Linked DNA regions of Mus musculus: region 1 is linked to region 2. Evidence: chromatin contacts called from public promoter capture Hi-C data. All regions are on one chromosome and are shown on one strand. Each heading gives the region's core, a stretch centred on a gene start, on an enhancer-like site or on the middle of the called end of the contact. The rest is flanking DNA. Distances are from core to core; before and after follow the strand shown. Region 1 overlaps Tafa4 (TAFA chemokine like family member 4). Region 2 holds the start of Kbtbd8os (kelch repeat and BTB (POZ) domain containing 8, opposite strand).

Region 1 (5,498 bases), core at 2,561-5,060, 1.9 Mb before region 2:
TTTCCAGAGGCACTGGTAATACGGGCACGGGCATCTTTCCCACTGTAATCATGGCTTGATGGAGTTGTTGCCAAGGAAGGCACGTTCTGTCACTTGGTAGAATTAACAATTGATCAGTTTGGCAGTGCTGGAGTCCTTTGTAAGCACCCCATGTTTATTCATTATCGTGATTACACAGTGGAAGCATCTCGGCTTGATGAGAAGAGGAAAAGCAAGAGGCAAAGTTATTTAAATACACTTGAAATTAACGTTTGTACAAATAGGTATCTGACGATGTCCTAATTTGATTCTAAAGATTCAGAAATAAGCCTTTATCCGAGCAAGGATGGGGGGTCCCATGGAACCCTGCATCAGGTGTGTGAAGTTCATTTGTAAGCTTCTGTGTCATAGAGAGGAAGATGGCAAGGATTGGAACGCAGGGGTTCCACATATCCTGTTGGGGAGTCGTGAGCAGGGTGCACCCATTTGTTCTGTTGTCCACACTGAACCTCTGTGCTAAAGTCACAACTCTGAGAGCTCTGGAGAAGGCAGGTCATGAGTCAGGGTGTCCCCCTGTCTCCATGAACAAAGCCCACTAATCATTCCTTGAAGTATTAATCAGGAGAGGGGAGGACTCCTCAATCTGAAAGTCAAGGTCACCCTGAGAAGGGACTGGCAGCATTCCTAGAAAACTGTTTCTTCAAGACATTTTGATTCTGAATTTACTCTCTCCACATTTACAAAAGACCCAGGATCCCCAGTGTAAACTCAGATTCGGGTTTGATGTGCAAATATCTCTGAGCCATAGCATAAATAGACATGAACTCACACGCCGTTGTCTACATTCCCATATGAGTTTCCCGGTCTTCATTTACTTAGAAGGAGTGGGGATGAAATAGGTTTAGGCTAATGGCATTTTACAAAATTCGGAAGTCTGGAGTTTTCAAATCTATTTTGTATTAATATTATTGGTCTTCTGTTGTGCTTGCTTCCAGCTGCGGTATCATTGCCTCACTGTTTTATTGTTTTAAAGCCAGGGCCAGTCAGTCCATCTGTCTGTCTACAGTAAGTCTGTCTGTCTGTCTGTCCCACATTCTCTCCCTTCCTGCCACTCTGCATATTTGTGTGGATGTATGTGTCCATGTATGCATGTAGGCACCAGAGGTTGACAGTAGTATCTTTCTCAACTGCTGCCCACCCCAGTTTTTGAGGTGATGTCTCCTTCTGTACCTGGAGATTGTAGATTTACTTAGTCTGGCTGGCCAGCAAGTTCCAGTATGTCTCCTGCTTCTGCCATTCCAATACTGGGATTGCTGCTGGGATTGCCTGGCTTCTACTTAGGTTCTGAGATTAGACTCATATTGTATAGCTAGCATTTTACTGACTGAGCCATCTCCCCAGCTCAGGAGCCAGGGTCTCTTAAATGTAACCCCAAAATGGCTTTGACCTTCCTATGTAACTCAGTCTGCTCTCTAATTCATGACACTTCCGTCTCATATTTTGGAGCTCTTGGATTACAGGCAAGTACCAATATCTTAGATGCCAGTAAATAAGGTTCGTCTGGAGGGCTTGCTGAAACAGGTCTTCACCCACAGAGCTTGGTATCTAGCACACTTACGGTGGAGCCTGTAAGTGTGCATATCTCACAGACTTCCATGGGGGTTGCTAGCCTTGCACCATACTCTGAGCAACACCTGGCAGGACAGTGCATTTTTCAGAGGTGAAAGAGATGTTCATAAAACGTGGCCATTTTGATTAGCATGGGAATTAGTCAAGATTTTTCCACACCACGTGGCCATTTTGATTAGCATGGGAGTTAGTCAATTTTGTAATCCACTGATAAGCTTGTCTAAATAATATGGCTCTGAAGATTGATTCAAATTACCAAGCCCAAAGCATAAATTAATGTGAGTCGAATCAGTGTCCTACGTGAGAAACTGATTTTGATAATGCCCTTCAGTTTGCACAAGATGCACTTGCTGTAGTTGAAGGCTTTGAAACAGCTGTACAGTTGTTTGAATGACTATGGATGCGGTTTGGCTGTACAGGGTACCCAGCCTTCTGCCACTTTGCTGATGTCTTTATTGGCACAGAAAACAATCCTACTAAATTTTTGGTTCTGAGTCTGCTAGACTCCCATACACTTTTGAACTTTGATTTAAATTATACTCCTACCAGCAGGTGGCATATGGGGGATTTTTGCTTTGTTCTGTGTTGTTAAGACTCTGGCAGATGTTAAGAGCTGATGTGGATTTAAGATTTCATCCGTTCTGAGAATAACTGAATTGCTGGGCAGGACTAGAAGATGGAGTAGTCAATAGAGTTATGGGACTTGAGGGGCTGTAAAATGTATCTGCATGGTTTTGTTGCTTTCTCCTGTCACTTGAAGGAGTCAATTACCTCCTGTGTCTGCTGAAGTGAGAAGCTTTGAGTGGGGTTTTACTTTGGCTCACATTGTTTAAAAAACTTGTAAGTTTGCAAATGTGAGCCTCCCCTGAATAAGAAAAGAAATGGAAAATGCTTGCATATCCATATCCATATCCATATCCATATCCATATCCATATCCATATCTATATCTATATCTATATCTATATCTATATCTATATCTATATCTATATCTCCTGGACTGGGTCTCATACAGCTCAAGGTAGTTTTGAATTTGCTATGTACTTGAGGATGACCTTGAACTCCTGTCTTCCTTCCTGGACCTTCCAAGTGCTGGGATTATCTGCATGTGCCAACACATGCAGCTATACTTACTCATTAAATAAAATGGGGATTGGTGAATTCTTTCTTTCCTCTCTCTCTTTTTTAGAGGGAGTCTGAGTTACAGAAACATGTGTGTGTTGGCAAAAAGGTTAGAACTTGCAACTGTCAAACTCCTTGGCCAGGGTAGGCATCTAATCTCCTTATTCCACACAGCTGGTTCTGATTCTTTGTTCCATAGCTGGTGTATGGAACCCTGGTCCTCTCTCATACTTGTATTCTGTGTGACTAGGCCAGCGCTAACATTTCCTTAGGACCCATCAGTCATGGTTGTCCCCCTTGGCAAGTTAGGTTTCCCTTTGGCCATCTCTGTCCCACTGTCACTTGTGTGTGCTTCCCCCTGTCTGTCTGCCCTTTGGGACTATGTCACCTTCTCGGACTCAGACCTGGTCAGTCAGCAGATGAAGCTCCTGGCTCCAAGTTCAGTGGCAGAGAGGACAGAACTGAACATAGCTTACATGGAGGCTAGAAATAGAAGCTTCAAAACACCTTCCTTTCCTTTCCTTTCCTTTCCTTTCCTTTCCTTTCCTTTCCTTTCCTTTCCTTTCCTTTCCTTCCCTTCCCTTCCCTTCCCTTCCCTTCCCTTCCTTTTTCTTCTTTCTTTCTTTCTTTCTTTCTTTCTTTCTTTCTTTCTTTCTTTCTTTCTTTCTTCCTTCCTTCCTTCCTTCCTTCCTTCCTTCCTTTTTTCCTTTCTTTCTCTCTCCCTCCCTCCCTCTCTCTCTCTCTCCCTCCCTCCCTCCCTCCCTCTTTCTCTCTCTCCCTCCCTCCCTCCCTCTTTCTCTCTCTTCCTCCCTCCCTCCCTCTCTCTCTCTTCCTCTCTCTCTCTCTCTCTCTCTCTCTCTCTCTCTCTCTCTCTCTCTCCAGCCCTTCCTTCCTCTCTTTCTTTCTCCTCCTTTTTCTTCCTCCCCCTTCTCCTTCTTTTAGAAAAACACCATTCCTTAAAAGCAGATAGGCACTGTAAGGAACCATGGTTGGGTGCAGCTGGTTCACACAGCCACAGCTGTTCAAGTGACATCATGGTAGCAGTGAAGCCACCTGCCACAAGGCTGGACAACAGTGACTCTGTGGGAGTCCCACCGGTCACAGGAAAGTGGAAGTAAAAGGTGCCTGAGAGACAATGAAACCATTGCCTTTCACTCTCTCCACCCGCACCCCCTGGGGAGTTTAACTTCTCTCCTTTTGAATGGGGAGATGTGATTTCAAGTGACACTGAGCTTTGGGAGGAAGGATGGACAGGCATGGGTGGCCTCTCTGACCACGTGAAGCGGATTTGTCAGTGTCAATAAATCATAAGAATTAGGAAACACACTCATCATTATAGTTTAACGTTGAAGTGTACCAAATGCTCCTGCTCAGTATTTAAATTAACCGTGCTCCCTAAATATAACCCTGTAGGTGAGCTTTTTCATTTAAATGGCATCACAGCAGATATTTGGCTTCACAAGCATTTCATTTGCTGTTTTTGAGATCTGTTTACACCGAGATATACTTGGAGCTGCCTCAGTACTTTTAACAGCCACTTAGTATTCTACTGTGCAGGTACATTTTATTCACCCGCTCTTTTTCCAGTACACACTGAGACTTTCCTCCATGTTTTCAATCTGAGGGAGGAGGACGCCAGGAGACCATTTGTGAGCAAGTTCGTGCACAGCATTAGCTGGGATGTGGCACTTATGCAAGGAAGGCCTCTCACGCTTTCAGGTCCCTTTCTACTCATGTTGGGAGTTTTCTGGGGGCAGAAGTGGAATTACCTCCTGATAGGATATGCTTTAGAGTGGATGGACCTGGGAAATAAGAGGATGCGCAAAGCCTTTCCATTGTATCTTCTCGCAGAATTAAGTTATGTAAACCCCAGGAGAGGTCAGGCTCTGGGCATCAAAGGTTAAATCTGTCCACTACAATCTTATACAGTCTCTCTCTCTCTCTCTGTGTATGTGTGTGTGTGTGTGTGTGTGTGTGAACACATGTGTGTTTGATTGTATATGGAGCTGATAGGTCAGTGCTAGGAAGCTTCTACTATTGTTCTTTTCCTTATCTGTCCACATAGAGTCTCTCACAGAGCCTGAAGCTCACTGATGAGCCAGAATGACTGTCCAGTGTGCTATAGGGATACGCCTGTCTCTGCCCTGCAGGGTTGCAGGTGTTCCTGACCACACCTGGAGTTTTTAGGTGGATGCCAAGGAAACCAAACTCATGCTTGCTCTGTAGGCACTTAAGCAACTGAGTCATCTCTAGCTCCCAATCTTACATATTCTTGAATGTTCCAATAGAACTTGACGAGACTATACTAAAACCCCTACTGCTGGGCAGAGACTGGTGGGCCCCAGAAATCACTGTCCAGCTGGCCTAGAGTGCTGAGTTCCAGACCAGTGAGGGAGCTTGTCTAACAACAAAAACAAAGAAGGGAGGAAGGAAGGAAGAAGAAAGGAAATGAAGGCAAGAAGGCAGAAAGGAAGGAAGGATACAATATGCCTGAGGAAGGGCACTTGAGGTTGTCTTCTTCAGTCCACATGCACACATATGCCTGCCAGCACAAATGCATGTACATAGTCACGCATAAACATGCACAAACCCCAAATCCTCAATGCTTGCTATTAAGCCATATTCCCTCATGGGCTCTGTAAATGTGTCTATTATGAGTTAGAACTAGGTAAAAAAAAAAAAAAAAAAAAAAAAAAGAAAAGAAAAGAAAGAAAAGGAGGAGACCTGATGTCTCCTAAAGTACAGAGAAGATTTTTTACTGTAGATATAA
Region 2 (6,145 bases), core at 3,069-5,568:
TGACTAATCATATACTTAGCACACTGGTCTTGTATGGAAGGAATTTGGAAGATGCTAGCTGTAGTGAACAAGGCTTGAACATTGGCCTCTGTCAGAATAACTCTAGAGGTATAGGCATAATTCAATACTAAATCCATTGATTCAGCTTCAACACCAATGATTCGAACTTCTTTCTGAGTACTTTCTGTAAGGCCGCTAGTGAACATGGATCTAAGGAAAAAAAAAAGATTAATATTTTATATGCACTGCAAACGGAAATTTTTAGAAGTATAAAGTCATCGCACATACAAGCCCTTCTGAAAACTGATCATCTAGCACAAAAGACTTACATTCAGCTAATCCCAAAAGCTCTGTTCTCAGGGCCATTCCATCTTGTACAGAAGGAGTTAAAAACATACAATCTAAAAATAAGGCAGATTGCTTCAAGCTGAAATCACCTGGGGAACTACAGGTGATGGAAGGGCCCTGTGGTGTCCCCTCCCCCTTCTCTCTGTCTCTCTCTACAGCAAGCCATGGAGATTCTTTGGAATGGTGGTCCTTCACCTATCAAGGCTGGAAAATATCCTTGATTGTCAGAGTAGTTGTGACTGGAGTGCGTCTAAATAAACAAACTCTGAAGTCACACTCTATCTTTCAAGTACTTCTGTATCTCCCTGACTCTCCTATATCCCTAAGTAACATCCCTGCAATTTATTGCTCTAATCCAGATAGCCACTTGCCTTGATATTCCTTGACAACTGTACTTTACTTTCTTGAAAAAAATCTCTCTGGGTACATAAAATTAATAAGATTCATATAGGCATCTCTTGTTTAATTAGATCTTGTGCTAACTGGGTTTCTCAGTTTCACCAGAGTCCACACAAGAACTGGGGGAGGCAGAGGGGCAAGATTCTGTTCTTATATGCTAGCTCTGGAAGGAGAAATTGTGACATATTTCCGATCTGACTGTCCTTGTAGCACCCATCCAAGCTTCTAGTCAAATTGCCTTATGGATAATGGACCTTATATTATCATGTCTCAGAAAAAGTTCAAGATACCATTAAGATAGCAAAATGAGTCCTAAGCACAGTAAGTCAGTCTAATAAAATCTGTGACGGCCCAAGGAAAGCTGTATTGTGTGGACAAAGTAGATTTCCCCTCAGAAAGAGCACGGCATTCTTCAAAGGGCTACACTTTTCACCTACACCTTCTAAAAGACTGCTTACTCTTGGGCACTTTGAAAACCCTTCCTTAATAGATATACCTCATTTTCTCAGTTAAGTTCCTGTACTTTACCTATTTATATCTACACAAAAAGTTATGGCAGGGTTAATATGCTTTTTTTTCTAAAGAGTTTAACATTTAACACATCACTGATTCTTTGGAAATTATTTTTAAATTCCCCAATGTCCAACCTTAAGACTGAGCTTCTTAGATGGGTGCAGTGGTGTATGATCGCACTTAGTGGAAGGCTGAAGTGCGGGGGCATCCTCAACAACAGTAAATTCTGAGTAGCCTAGGCATACACTTTTAAGACAGTTTGGTTTTTGTTCTTGTTTTAAGTGAGTATATTTTTGAATCTTCTTTCCCCAACACAGATAGAATACTTGGAGCTTTAAGTAGGACTTACTTGTAAACATCATTACCTTTCCTTAAGGTTTCATTCTAAAGAAACTTTTGTTGTTACTATGCTGAGACAAGGGCTTTTCATACAGCACTGATTGTCCTGAAACTATGTGGACTAGGCTGGCCTCAAACTCAGAGATTCCCCTGCTTCTGGCTCCCCACATGCTGGGATTAAAAGCATGCACTCCCATATCCATTCAATGTATTTATTTATTTACTTTTACTATTCAAAGGGAATATAGTTTTGTTTCATTAAAAAAAAAAACAGAAACTTGAATGGAGACCCACTTGATCCATTTTGTTAAGTGTCACACAATAAGAAGTCTAATTTTAGAATAAAATCTAGTTCTGCCATTTGAATGACTTAGATATCACTCATCTGGATCTTTTCATACACATATGGGCATAACTGTATAAGCACAAGATTATTAGGATTATTGAAGACAATACATATCAAGTAAGCTTCACTCAGAGTTTGGTAAGGAACAAGCGTGCCATATATTCAAATACACACATGACAAGCAGCAGTGGCTTCTAATGCCAAGCCAACCTGTGTTCTGGACATTTCATCTTTTTTCTTTCCAGCTTTCTATCCTGTAATAATTAATACTTGGTTCAATGACCTACCCCAGGCAAGTCTAAACGATTTTCAATATCAAAACTGATGTAACTGTATTTGACCCAGCATTCTGAGAAAGAGGGACCAGAAACTAATGAATGCAACATTACAGTGGGATGGATAAGCACCTTATAAGCACCTCAAAAGATAGAGCAAGAGTGTGGCTGACAAGATAGTCTTCCTATCATTCACGAACCACTTCTGTATGCTGAAGGGCTTTTAGAAGGAAGTACCTGAAACAAAACCGATTCCAATCATCTGTTCTTAGACTAAAAACTTAGTTTTCAGACTTGAGTTCAAATAAAACTTTCACTTTTCAACATTTTATGGCAAAAGGGACAAAAAGAGAGTTTAGAAAGCATGAACTATTTCTGGGAATCTTGGAAAGTAAGACATAAATAACCTGTATTTTATTTCACTACTCTTCACAAAACTCCATGGCATTAAAACAATCTTAAAATCCTAGTTTATTTATAAAGGAGCAAGTTCCTATGTTTTAAACTCAAAAAAAAAAAAAAAAAAAAAAAGTCCTATGTACTAAAAACCGGGGGTGGGGGGTGGGGAAACATCAGAAATATTTAAAATTCTAGATCATTTCAATGATTGATTGAAACACTGTATATCCCCGTTGCCCAGTACAGCAGCCACCAGCCACACTTAGTTGTCTGTGCACGTGACATGTTTTAGTGTCGCCACTGATTTTAATTTTAAAGCATTATAATTTTTTTCAAATGTGGCTGGCAGCATACATAGTATGAATACCTCACAAGTCCACTAACTTAAAATCCAACTATCTAAACTCTGGAATCCCACCTCAAAACAGGGGCTCATTAGTAAGACAAGCAAGACCTGTTACCTACTCTCAGAAAATAAACACCTGGTTTGCCTTTATGTATTTGTCCCAACTCAGTACCACAATCAAGTGGCTAACACTGGGTTGAAAGGGAGTCTTGTACGGATAGTAATATATAAGTTTCTACCGTCGTCATACCTGAAGTAGGGGCTGATTGCAGCAAGAACGTTTCTATGACAGGAAAATGTTTTCCCGTGATCCACTTCCACTACAATGTCTGTCAACTGTCCTTCATCGTACATTGTTTTGAGTTGCTTAAGAATACTGCAAGCATGGAAAGGATCCATGGTATCGTTGGCTGTGTCTGAAGATGGAATCCCATTCGGTGTTGGGGAAGACTTACTTAAATCTAGGAGAAAAATCGCACAACCACAAGAAGTTCGAAGCCAGTTTACGGCATCGTGGGTTTTTTTCCCCCCCACCCCGTACACAAACGTCCGTGTGTGGGCACAGGAGCGCCGACACAGGCTCTAGGAGCCGAGAGCTCAACAAGGGCGAACAAGTTCCCAGGCCGGCGCGCTCCTCCGGAGCCCGGCGAGCCCGGACCGCCGCGCTCGCGGAGGGAGCGTGTGAGGCGAGCCAGCCGAGCCGGCAGCGGCGGCGATGCGCGGGGACTCGGCTCCGGGTCGAGCGCGGGACGGAAGGCTCCCGAGGGCAGCGCGATCGAGGGCGACTGCCAGGGCACCCCTCAACCGCCTCGCGGGCGGCCGGTACCCAGACGCCCCATCTTCGCGGGCGCGCCGCCCACCGCCCTCCTCCCCATTCATCCTCGCCTCCGCGCCCGCCGTCTCTCCATCCTTCCCTCCCGCCTTAAGGCCGCCGCTTCAGGTTGTGGCCGGCGCCCGCGCTCCTGCTTCCCTCCTCCGACACTGCGGGCGGCCGCACCACGCCACCCACCTGCCGACGCGGCCATTACTACAGGGGCCCCGGCTCCGGTTATTTAAAGAGGAAATGTCATTGCGTTTCGCTCGCTCCCGGGTTCCGGCTCTGCTAAGCGTTGCCTAGCCAATGAGGGTGGCTGACCGAGTCGGCTCCTCCCCGAGCCTCAAAATACCTGGCTCTGATTGGTCAGTGCGCGATTACCAGCGCGTCGGGAAATGTAGTTTTAAGGCCCCCGTTCCCGCGTGCTCCTAGTCGGACAGAGGCCCAAGCCGAGCATTTCTATTGGCTAGCTGGGCGGAGGAGCGCCCCGAGCCCGCCAGCCTGTGCCTTGAGATGCACAGCGCCCGCTGGGAAATGTAGTCATCTGGCTGAGGCGAACTGTCACTCTGAGGAGTGAGGTAGGAAAAGCTCTTATTGAGCAAATTTCCCCGGCAAGGGCCTCTCTCCTAGTCTCGACTCCACTTTAAAAATAATTGTCTTCATACCCCAAATTCCCTATCCGTGACTAGATTCTGGTATGAAAACGCGCTCTGCACGAGGGCTATGAAACTCCGAAAAGTTGGAAATGGTCAGGAGGGCTGTTATCCAAAAATACAAAGGATATAAGACAACCCCCCCCCCCCCAACACACACACACACACCATCGATAGGTCTCTGATGAGTCACCTGTAACGCCCACTTGAAATTGCATCCCCTTAGCCACATGCCCCGCTTTTCACAGATCAACTGGGTCTGGTTACATGGCCACTCAGGACCTGAATCCACTTGGCTTGCATTTCTAGCACACCAGGAAACACCTGTCACACCGAAGAGCGCTCGAGTACTCAAGGGAGACTCGGATAATTGATTTCCCCTGGGCTTCTTGAACGTGAAGAGGGCCTCCGGCTTTCCTGTGAAGAGATGCTGGAGAGAGGCTGAGCCTGGCGCTCCTCTGGACCGTGCTCAACCCTGGCTCTTGCACAAGCTCTTCCAGCCCTTGAACCTCTCTTATAACAGCGAGCACTCGGCATTCAGTCTACTTCATAGTTTTTTGCAAGAAAGCAGGGGTTTTATTGTTGACCTATTTTTTTTTCTTCTCCTATTGTGTGTGTGTGTGTGTGTGTGTGTCTGTCTGTCTGTCTGTCTGTCTGAGTCTCTGTGTGTGTGCATTTGTATCTGTGGTTTGGTGTTTTGTTTTGTTTTGTTTTGTTTGCACGAGTGGATGTACATGTTGGGGGGCGGTGCAGGTGCACGTGGAGGCCGGAGATTGGTGTCAGAAATCCTACAACGCTGCTTTTCTACCTTATACAGTGAAGCATGGTCTCTCAATCGAAACCCAGAGATATTAACTCTCTCTCTCTCTCTCTCTCTCTCTCTCTCTCTCTCTCTCTCTCTCTCTCTCTCTCTCGGCATGGCAAGCACTTTAATCACGGAGCCATCTCCCCAGCCACCTTGTTATCTATTCTGATTTCCTCATCCTGTTTCTGGCATCTAACAGGATGCTCTGACAAGTTGTAGAAACTTAAAAGATGAATGGAAAGCGAAGTGAACAAATACTTGCAGATACCCCTTTATCAGTGAATGGGAAGGAAGCTTCAGTAGAGACTTAGTTCACAGTAGTAACTTTCCTAGCATTAGGTCAAGCAGTTGAATATTTTATTATTTTTTATTTATGTATTTAGTATATTGCTGTAAATTGAACCACAGGCACCATGCATGCACACTACCAGCTCCCAGGGAGCCTCATCACCAACTCCAGGTGACCTTGTTAAAGGGGTCTTGAAATTTTACCTGTGACTGATAGAGTGGGAATGATTTAAAGTAGTTCTATTCCCTAGGTACGTTAGAAATTTAAACAAAGTTCCAAGTGCTGTGCCACTAGGCAAATTAATAAGATGTGGTGCTTCCTGGGGATCGGGGCTTAAGAGCCTCACTCACAGTCCTTGCTAATGAAACATTAAAGGCTTGCTTATCAGCATAGTCTTTACATGATAAATTTGACTTCATGTTTGTTACTTCTAACTTTGGATTTGCATTTTTCATGTATTCAATAATTTAGTAAAAACATTCTGCTCACAATATTGAGGGCATTAAGAAAAATGGCATTATCAGTATAAATTTAGCAATTAAAACAGAAAGCATGCATTTTGGGAGAAAGTCCTATTGGTTGTTTAACTGAAGTTCAAATTTAATCAACAACTTTTTCA

What was found. Promoter capture Hi-C pulls out the DNA fragments that hold promoters and counts their contacts.
Region 1: a contact with region 2 is called in a promoter capture Hi-C map of epiblast stem cells, with 16 times the contacts expected there. The contact joins the enhancer-like site here to the promoter of Kbtbd8os in region 2. A contact is called at or near these places in 15 of 39 promoter capture datasets (the C10 cell line, the HPC-7 cell line, cranial neural crest and 10 more), 3 of 484 Hi-C or Micro-C datasets (brain, nephron progenitors and pancreatic cancer cells), 12 of 115 datasets of contacts at active chromatin or transcription factors (the 230-238 cell line, bone marrow-derived dendritic cells, embryonic forebrain and 6 more) and 1 of 9 other capture datasets (adipose tissue).

What each region holds. Positions count from the first base shown.
Region 1 is chr6:97,046,968-97,052,465 of GRCm38.p6, reverse strand. All of the region lies in intron 1 of Tafa4 (TAFA chemokine like family member 4), which reads left to right. Among named protein-coding and RNA genes, the nearest start is that of Tafa4, 11 kb to the left of the region's middle. Within about 2 kb of position 3,810, at least 16 of the 459 cell types and tissues checked have an H3K27ac peak or open chromatin away from gene starts, as enhancers often do. A contact at or near this core is called in the 230-238 cell line, epiblast stem cells and stem cell-derived epiblast-like cells, where this site is marked.
Region 2 is chr6:95,115,804-95,121,948 of GRCm38.p6, reverse strand. It overlaps Kbtbd8os (kelch repeat and BTB (POZ) domain containing 8, opposite strand), which reads left to right and starts at 4,318. Exons shown (of 2, transcript NR_153843.1): 1 at 4,318-4,357. It overlaps Kbtbd8 (kelch repeat and BTB (POZ) domain containing 8), which reads right to left and starts at 4,069. Exons shown (of 4, transcript NM_001008785.5): 1 at 3,975-4,069; 2 at 3,216-3,426; 3 at 1-210. The coding sequence starts at 3,990.